2 separate regions of the Capra hircus genome follow, and region 2 is linked to region 1. Evidence: chromatin contacts called from public Hi-C data. All regions are on one chromosome and are shown on one strand. Each heading gives the region's core, a stretch centred on a gene start, on an enhancer-like site or on the middle of the called end of the contact. The rest is flanking DNA. Distances are from core to core; before and after follow the strand shown.

Evidence for each region. Hi-C and Micro-C count contacts between places; a contact is called where the count stands out from the background.
Region 2: a contact with region 1 is called in a Hi-C map of blood, with 7 times the contacts expected there. The contact joins the enhancer-like site here to the promoter of CTLA4 in region 1. A contact is called at or near these places in 2 of 5 Hi-C or Micro-C datasets (both in blood).

Annotation. Positions count from the first base shown.
Region 1 is chr2:43,895,164-43,900,067 of ARS1.2, forward strand. It overlaps CTLA4 (cytotoxic T-lymphocyte protein 4), which reads right to left and starts at 3,473. Exons shown (of 5, transcript XM_005676404.3): 1 at 3,198-3,473. The coding sequence starts at 3,240.
Region 2 is chr2:44,218,842-44,223,655 of ARS1.2, forward strand. The region is part of intron 4 of RAPH1 (ras-associated and pleckstrin homology domains-containing protein 1); the gene reads left to right. Among named protein-coding and RNA genes, the nearest start is that of RAPH1, 55 kb to the left of the region's middle. Within about 2 kb of position 2,395, at least 2 of the 5 cell types and tissues checked have an H3K27ac peak or open chromatin away from gene starts, as enhancers often do.

The sequences.
Region 1 (4,904 bases), core at 2,223-4,722:
TGTGAGGGACGTGTGAGCAAATGGAATCTGGGTATGCAATGCCCTCCTCACTCACAGCTGCATCTCAAGGCAAAATTTCTCCCCTTGTTCCATAGAGAGGATTATTTTTAGTCACGAAAAGCATTGCATCTACCGAAAACAAAAGCAAAGAACAAACCAAAAAAAGGAGAAAGGCTTTCCCAAGCAAAAAGGAGGTGTGAGTAGTATTTGAAAATCAAGTCAATCATTTTGTGTCCGAAGATTATCACAGCCTACTCTTCAGTTATTGCAGTAAATCATACTGACCTATAGATGGCACAAGGTGACTACTGAATAAATATCTTGCTACAGATATAGATCACAGAATCAGGCCGGTCTAACAAATTTCAGAGGCCAACTGTTAGCATTTTCTAAGCTTGTGACATCAGGCCAAAGACAGTTAAAGTCTAATGGCTTTTTCAAACCATATGACTGTGTCTCTCCATGCTTCGTTCATCTGTGTCCTCCTAATTTTGTTCTTTTGTTTTTAATTACCAGAGCTACAGTGGTAATCTATAATCAGTTCTCTATTAACTGTTACGGTTTAGAGAATTTACATTCTTGGGCATAATCATAAGGTCAGTACTGCTAACATGACCCCCACTTGCAGAGCCCTTCCAGAGTGTAGGCACCTTTCTAAAGTACTTGCTTAACCACGTCAACTCAGGTAACCCTCATGGCAATCATGTGAAATAAGTAAAGCACCGTCATTCATCCCCTATTTATAGGTGAGGAAGCTGAAGCACAGTGAAGTGTGAAATAATTTTAATGAAGATCACACAACAAATAGTAGAGCTGGGATCTGAACACAAGCCATCTGGCTCCGGTGACCACGTTCTTATCCACTAGAACGCACACTTAGAACTATTACTGGAGCATGAGATGAACTAAGGCCACCTTCCCCCTCCTTGATAAATCTGTGACAGGTTGGCTTGAGGTCGAACATAGGAGTGAAAACAGCTCCCTCCTGGAACTTTATGGTTCCAAGTCTCCACTGGTCAAGGGAATCCAGTATAGACCCAATAAGGCTGCAAAGGGCAGAGTCTGGGAAAGTTAGCAGAGCTCTCATTACCAGGAGAAGAGTGGGAATACTGCTGATTCAGCCTCTTACATTTGTTTCCCATTTCTAAAATAAAAATTCCATCCAGCTCACTGAGGCATATAACTCACGGGAGTCCCCCAGTGGAGGCAATGGGCAGTATCAGCCTGCCGGGGATAACCTGGATCCAGCGTAGGAGGCCCCTCTCCATCAGAATTTCAATGTGTGATTTCAACAATGGCCAGTTTGTGAAGAGTAGATAAAATGTAAAGTGCATTTGGTAGCATCTCAAAAAGTTAACCAGAGAATTACCACGTGGGTGGAATCGGAGAACTGAAAGCAGGAACTTGAACAGATGTCTATACACCAATGTTCATGGCAGCATTATTTACAGTAGTGAAACTTTGGAAACAACCTCTATGGTCTGAATGTTTCTGTCTCCCCCAAATTCCTATCTTGAAATCCTAATGCACAATGTGATGGTACTGAGACAGGGTCTTTAGGAGGTGAGCATGTCATGAGGGTAGAGCCCCCATGAAAGGGACTAGTGTTGCCATGAAAGAGGCCCCACAGAGATCCTTTTCCCCTTCTACCAGGATGAGAAGTCGGCCTTCTGCCATGCAGAAGAGGACCTTCACCAGAACCAGACCATGCTGACACTCTGATCTCGGACTTTGAACCTCTAGAACTGTGAAAAATAAACTTCTATTCTTTAGAAGCAACCCAGTCTGTGGTAATTCATTACAGCAGCCTGAACGGACTAAGACAACCCAAGTGTCATGTAATTGGATAAACAAAATGTGGCATATCCATACAATGGAATGTTATTCGGTCACGGAAAGGAGTGAAGTACTGGTGCTTGCTGCAATTGGATGAACTTTGAAAATACTATGCGAAATGGAGTCAGTCACAAATGGATAAATATTGTATGACCTGTGGTACCTAAAATATGCAAAATCAAAGATGTAGAAAGTAGAATAGGGGTTATCAGTGACTGAGGGGAGATGAGGGTGGTGATGAAGTCATTGTTTAATGGAGACAGAGTTTCTGATGCAGCTGATTAAGTTCTGGAAATGGATGGTGGTCATAGCTATACAACACCTGTGAAGGTACTTAATGTCACTGAATTGTACACTTAAAAAATAACGAAAATAGTGGGACTGACCTGGTGGTCCAGTGGCTAAGACTCTGTGCTCCCGATTCAGGGGGCGGGGTTCGATCCCTTGTCAGGGAACTAGATCCCACATGTTACAACTAGAAGATCCGGCATGCCACAACTCAGATCTGACACAGCCAAATAAATAATTGTTTTAATAGCTAAAGCAGTAACTTTCAGGTTATACAGATTTTACCACTATTAAAAAAAAAATCATGTTTTTAAAATGTAAAGTGTCTAGGAAATTTGAGAGATATTGCCAGTTACCTAGCCAATACCTAGTCTCCCAGAGCCAATATCTAGTCTCTTTTTCTTTATTAACAGAATCCAATCTGTTGGGGGCTGCAAGGAGTCCTGCTAAAGTCTCCGTTTCCCAGGCTCCCTGCGGATAGGGATGACCACGTGACTGTAAGCTGTGCAGTGAGAGGAAAATTTCTCTTTACTGAGTGAAACTTTTGTGAAAGTTCATTAAAAGGTGGGAGTGGGAGGTGCTGATTCATCTGGCATAATCCCTTTTACCTCTGACCTTTTCCAGCATGAAACCATGGTTATGATGGCTGGAACTTCAGCAGCCATCCGGAAACCATGAGGATGGAAGTCAGCACCAGAGAGGCAGAGCAGAAGGAGAGAAGGAACCTGAGACATCAAGGGCATTGTGGAGCTGCTACACCTTTTGTGGAAGGCTTATCCCTGAACTTTACACATTACTTGAGAGCAAAGAGAACTCCTCTCTAGTTTAAACCAGTGATTTTAAGATCTCTCTCTGCTACTTACTGAACACAATTATTAACTGATTCAGCACCTTAATCCCTATTGTTATTATAATTGCTAGTGATTTTATTAACAAGGAAGTATCTCCCCAGGCCAGCGTTCATTTGACAATGTCATAAACACCTGTAAGTTTGGAGTTGTCGTAAAATGAGCTATCCACAGGCCTAATGGATACTCACTAGAAAGCCAAAGGATCTGGTAAAACAGACTCACCTGCTTCCACAGCCACACGGGCCATAATATTAACTGGAGACATCACTGCCTGTCCCTGGAAGCAGCCACGTTGTTTTGATGCATTTCCTCCTCAGCAAGCTCCAGTGGTGAAGAGTTTTCTGCACCACAGAGTGGAAAGAGGATCAGGAGGCATAGGCATCTTTTCCTTGCCAGAGTTAAAGGGAAGCTGAAGGCTTCTCCAACGGCCTTTTACAAGATAATGACGAACTAACCAGTATGAACTGACTGGCTCATCATCTGAGTGAGTCACTCTGACACCTCATGGTTCCTTAACTTCCTCTGCTTCCTCGACCTTGCCTGCGCCCCAGCCCACGCCAACAACTTCTGGCTGTGGCCACACCCTGGATTTTGTCAGCGGCAGGAACTGCTCCACCGGAATCTCCACATCCGGCATTTACTGTTATCCAGCCCCTCCCTCCTCCTCAACTCCCTCGCCCCTGTACTTCCCTTCTTTGACCTCTTGATGGTCAATCCCATGAGTGTGCACATTGGTTCAAAGACGTTCAGTACTGTCTATCAAATTCAAATTTGACTCAGCAACCCTCTTCCTGGGCATTTATCTTACAGATCATTGGCATCTGGTCAGTAACACACATACAAGATAACATACCCAGAAGAAAGTTTGTTATTTTGGGGTTTTTTGGTAACTTGTTGGGAAGATCCCTTGGAGTAGGACATAACAACCCATGCCAGTATCTTACCTGGGAAATCTCATGGACAGGGGAGCCTGGCATGGGTCCGCAAAGAGTTGAACACGGCTGAGCAACTGAGAGGGAACACACACACCCATCAGACTGAATGCTAGGCACCTATTTTTAAAATTGAGGCAAATCCACATGCAATGATATGAAAAGTTCCCCAAGATACATGTGTAAAAGACAGAGTATTTTATTTGTACCACCTGTGTGGGTATAATTAACATATATATTACCTGTATGTTTAACATATACACACATATATAAAACCCATATCTAAAATATGAGTATATACATATATCTATGAAGACTCTTGAGAGTCCCTTGGACTGCAAGGAGACCCAACCTGTCCATTCTGAAGGAGATCAACCCTGGGATTTCTTTGGAAGGAATGTTGCTAAAGCTGAAACTCCAGTACTTTGGCCACCTCATGCGAAGAGTTGACTCACTGGAAAAGACTCTGACCCTGGGAGGGATTGCGGGCAGGAGGAGAAGGGGACGACAGAGGATGAGATGGCTGGATGGCATCACTGACTCAATGGACGTGAGTCTGAGTGAACTCCGGGAGTTGGTGATGGACAGGGAGGCCTGGCATGCTCCGATTCATGGGGTCGCAAAGAGTCAGACACGACGGAGCAACTGAACTGAGCTGATGCCTATAATACATTTACACATACATAATCCCTGCTATACTATCTCTGAAAGGATATATAAGACACTAACAATAGTAGAAAATGGAGGTGGATGGTGAGAAAGGAAGACTTAATTTTCACTCTATATTCTCTCATGCTTCAATTTTGTTCCATGTACTATTATTACCTATTCAAAACTATTTTCAGAAAAGAATGTTCATCACAGAACTTTTCCTTGCTCTCCTAGTCTCTTCATAGGTTTGCTGCGTCTTTACTGGACACAAATTCATGGTCCATCTGTAGCAGACACTTAAAAAAAAAAATTTAAACTTTTTATTTTGTACTGGGCTATAGCCAAT
Region 2 (4,814 bases), core at 1,145-3,644, 320 kb after region 1:
TCTAAAATTATCAGCAGTTTTCCTTCAAGACGGTTAGACAGAGTGCTTCAGATGAAGTAGCATATGAAAATCTGACAGTGAAACTTTTTTTTTAGACACCTCTAAGTTCTTTAGAGGCAGTAATTATACCTATTCTAAAGAAACCTAGGACAGAATAGTTACTCTCACTGAAGTTTAGTGACACTAATACCAGTTAGAAAAATCAATTTGAGATTGGTACTATCGTATCTTGGGGATGTGGGTATTCAAACCGCCCATCTGAAAACAAAGTAATTGTATAGCTTTTCTTTCTACCTCCTTGCTGTCTGAAGCCAACAGGGCTAGGCATAGTATAATTTCACATCAGGAAGAGTAAGTCTTTTTCTCTTGCCTTTCTCTTTCTTGACTTTTGTTGAAATACTGTGCTTTCAGGCACTTCACATATGTTATTTCATTTAAGCCTCCAACTATCCCTTCGGTAGGGGCATTATTCCAAATAGGGGATTAAGTAGGTCAAATAACTGGGAAGTCTGTTTTTGAATTCCAAAACTGTAACATTTGCCTCCCAGCTTTTATCGGTATCTTAAAAATAAAGTGAAGCTGATCATCAAAAATGATTATTTCCTGAATGTTTGATTTAGCATAAAAATATGAGTTTATGGATAAACATAAAAATGAATTACAGACTAATTTTAGTATTCTTATGAAATCCATCAATAGTGTTCATTTGCTATTTTTAAATTTAGAATTCATTGTAGCTGAAGTAAATTCTAACAAAGACTCTATAGCAACGTGAAATAAATGTTACAGTTGACTTACTGGTACTTTTATTCACATTAAAAGATAAAACAATACTTTTTAATAAGACAGCAGTTTGCAAATTTAAATAGTAATTGCATGTTATAAGTTTTATATAAAGTAGGGTTTACTGATAAAAGGTTAGTGCTGTAATATACCTATATATTTATTTTCTGGTGGGATTTAAACTAACAGTTCCTCTGAATTTGGAATCTTGTACACAAAAATATATTTTTAAAATAAAAATGCTTTTAGAAACGTATACTGAAGCTTATAGTAGGTTCAAAAAGTTTTGTTGAATCTTTAAGAATATTTGATGATGTATTGTAAATATTTTGATAGGAAAAATTCCTAAATATTTGAGCTATGAAAAGCTCAAATGAAAAGCTATATTTGAGCTTTTCAATGTTGTGGGGTTTTTTTCCCCCCTCATGTGTATAGAGTTTTTTTTAATGAAATCACTGTGGCTATACCAGTATGTTAATAATGTGATATGCAGCATAGCATATGATAGCTTCAGTGTAATTCCTTTACTTCCTTCACTTTCCAGAACTATTTCAAGAATAAATGTGTACAGAAATCTTGAGGTATTGGAAAGAAAACAGCAGTTGTGTTTGTTGTAATAACAGGTGGCATTGGCACCGAGGTCCCAAGTTATTCTCAGAAAGCAACTTTTTGCTCTGAGATAATAACTAGATGGGAGCTCAGGGCTTTCTGAAATTTTAAGAGGCCTGCGTATCTGAAAGATTGGAGTTACTAGTTATTACAACTACGTTTCTCCTAAAATTCTGATGGCTATGTTGCTGCATCTCACTGAAGTTTATCCACATGTACCAACTTGGTGTTTTAATTCTAGATTTCACTGGCCTAGGAAGGTAATAGAGGGATAGGTACAAACACACCACCCAGTCAACACTGGCGTATATGCCGTGATCCTTGTTTTGTGGATTTCTTAGATACCTGAAAGTGAAAAAGCATTTTTATTTGGTTTTAAGTCTGTTTTGTTTGGTGTTGGGAGAGCTGGTAAAGAACCTTATACTGGCTATATAATGGCCAGTTAAATATCTAGGAGAGGAATAAAGAGAAGAGGAGGAGAATTAGAAAATAATATCAGCTACTGTGTTATTGCTTATTCTGTGCTGGGCATGGTGCTTTACATGTCTTAACACTGAGTTTGTACAGAGCCTTGAGAATAGGTACCATTCCCTGTTAGCTCAGAGGTTAAAGCATCTGCCTGCAATGCGGAAGACCTGGGTTTGATCCCTGGGTCAGGAAGATCCCCTGGAGAAGGAAATGGCAACCCACTCCAGTATTCTTTCCTGGAGAATCCCATGGACGGAGGAGCCTGGTGGGCTACAGTCCACGGGGTTGCAAAGAGCCGGACACGACTGAGAGACTTTCGCTTTCTTTCACTTTCACCACTATCTTACAATGAAGGGAACTAAAGCAGAAAGTGACTAGGTAACTTTCCCAAGGATTTGAACCCAGGCAGTCTGGTTGTACAGCTCCTACAGCATTAGCATTACCTTGCTACTTCATCATAAAATTGAAGGAGAATCTAGACAAGGCTAGACCAGCCAGTGCGTCTCAGATCCAAGCCTAGAGACAGAACTACATGGGCAGTAGAAAAAAGGCAAAGAGATTTATGTAGTAACATCCCCATCTGGTGGTGTTTTAGTATATTCCTGAATATGTTAAAATTTTAAAAACCATAAGCTAGCTGTAATCTAAATGAATTGAGGTTTAAATAAAATTCAAATGATGGCTGGTGGTTTCCCATTCTTCTTCTAATAATAGTGTTATTATTACTCCTTTAATTTTTATAGTAACATTTGGAGATAAATGCTATCTTTACACCATTTTACACATGAGGAAACAGGTTAAATAATAAACCCAGAGTCATATTGCCAGGAAACTACTGAGCTGGGGCTTGAACCCAGGCACTCTGGCCACCCCATAAAGGTCTGGATTTGTAACCGTCATGCTGTATTTATTTCTAATATTTGTGAAGAGCACAGAACCTCCGTACAAGATGTATGTAAATCTGTTTTATTGAAACATTAATATGTGTTCACAAACCTCCACTTTCTTCCAGTTGTTATTTAAAGTGTTAGCTACCAAAAGAAAATGTTGTATTTTGTAACCATGACTCTGATAGAAGGTCATTCATTTCTTGATTTTGGCTCATATTTCAGATCACTGCTTTTCTACACATCCTCCCCAACAAGATTCTGGCTCATAAATGGTACATGTTATAGGTTCAGTTCAAGAAAGTAGTGATTCATAACTTACTTTGCAGAGATTTGTGGAGTTTTTGAGAGATTGATAGAGAACATGATAGCTTTGTAACAAATGAAACTTTGAAACTGAGACGTGTAGAGCAAATTTTATGTGAGTTGACCTTCACATTCACATATGTGTTTTAAACACAGATTTTAGATTTATGAAAGTAGTGATAAAGAAAAAGTAAAAACTGGGGACTTCCCTCGTGGTTCAGCGGTTAAGATTTCACCACCCAGTGCAAGGGGTACAAGTTCTATCCCTGGTTGGGCAGCTAAGATATGCCTCCTAGCCAAAAAAAAAAAAAGCAAACAAATGTAAAACAAGCAATATTGTAACAAATTCAGTAAAGACTTAAAAATTGGTCCACATTGTCTTTGATACTTCCCATGTGCATATTCATTTTTGGTAAGGATGTGTTGAATTTCAATAACTAATAATGTTCCATCATACTGTTTAACATGGCACGTAGCCATCTCTTGCTGAACACCTTAGATAATGATTTTTTTTTTAACTAGCCAGTAAGCATTTGGAAATATGACGGGAGCTTGTGTGAGACTGAGCCTAGTGAGAATAGATTTACTTTTTAACTTTTTATTTTGAGATAATGTCAAACTTAGAAAAATTTGAAAAAATAGTATAAAGAACTCATGAAACTCTTACTCATGTTCAGTAATTTAACATTTTGCCACATTTACTGTATTATTTTATATATATATATATATATATTTTTCCCCCTGAACCAGTTGAGAGTTGGTTGCATTTTCATGCCCTTTTAGCTGTTAATACTTAAAGTACTCATTTCCTAAGAATGAGGATATTGGCAATATAGATTCGGTAGGCCTCGCATTGATGTGGTGACTGACACAGTGTTATAGAATATGTTGAATGAGAAAATGTAGAGAGAGGAAAGCAAAATCAGTCTTAGTCTGGCCAAGCCTGTGGCATGAAAGCCAAGAAGAAATAGCTCTTCATACATTCCATAAATGCTGGAGTACCTGGGCTGTAAGGGATAAAACTGTGAACATAATACACAATGTCTTTATGAGATTATAATTTATTGTATGGCGAGAGGGATGTCAGAACAGACAACCAAAGCAGTTTTAGTACAGTAAGGCAAGTACTATGAGAGGAAAGACAGAAACGTTGGTTAAAAGGTCATTGATGACTTTAAGAATGAATTACAGGATGCATTGCAACTCAAAGGATGAAGACTTTGGAGGAGAAAGGTGGATGCTAGATTGCAGGGAATTATAAGTGCAAGAGGTACACTGCAGCTGAATTCAGGAAACTTGGCAGTATAAAGTAGAAAATAATAATTTAACAAGAGGAGGGTACCCAAAAGAATATTTTTCTGTCCTTCCCACCCCCAATAAGCTGGACCAGTTGAGTGTCAGAGACTGGGATATTAGAGGGGGAATGAGTGGGATCTAGGACATGGTGTAGCTTTGGAGGGGAGAAGCAGGTATTAACTCATGGAACTGGAGAGAAGGATGAGAATATGGACATAGCTGTAGGATACCTTTTAGAGATGAAGATTGTCATGATAGATCGGTGTGGTTTCCTTAGTAATGGAGGGAAGTGAGGGCATATGAAGAGATGAAAGAGTGAAACCAGGAACTTGAAGAACTTGGAAACTACTTAGAACAAGCTTAGAGGGAATGATAGAGAGGAGAGAAGAGAGTGAGTACTGCCCAACAGCAGTTAAGGCCCTTTTGAAGTTCAGAAGTATGAACTGGTACTGGACAAGGTATTTC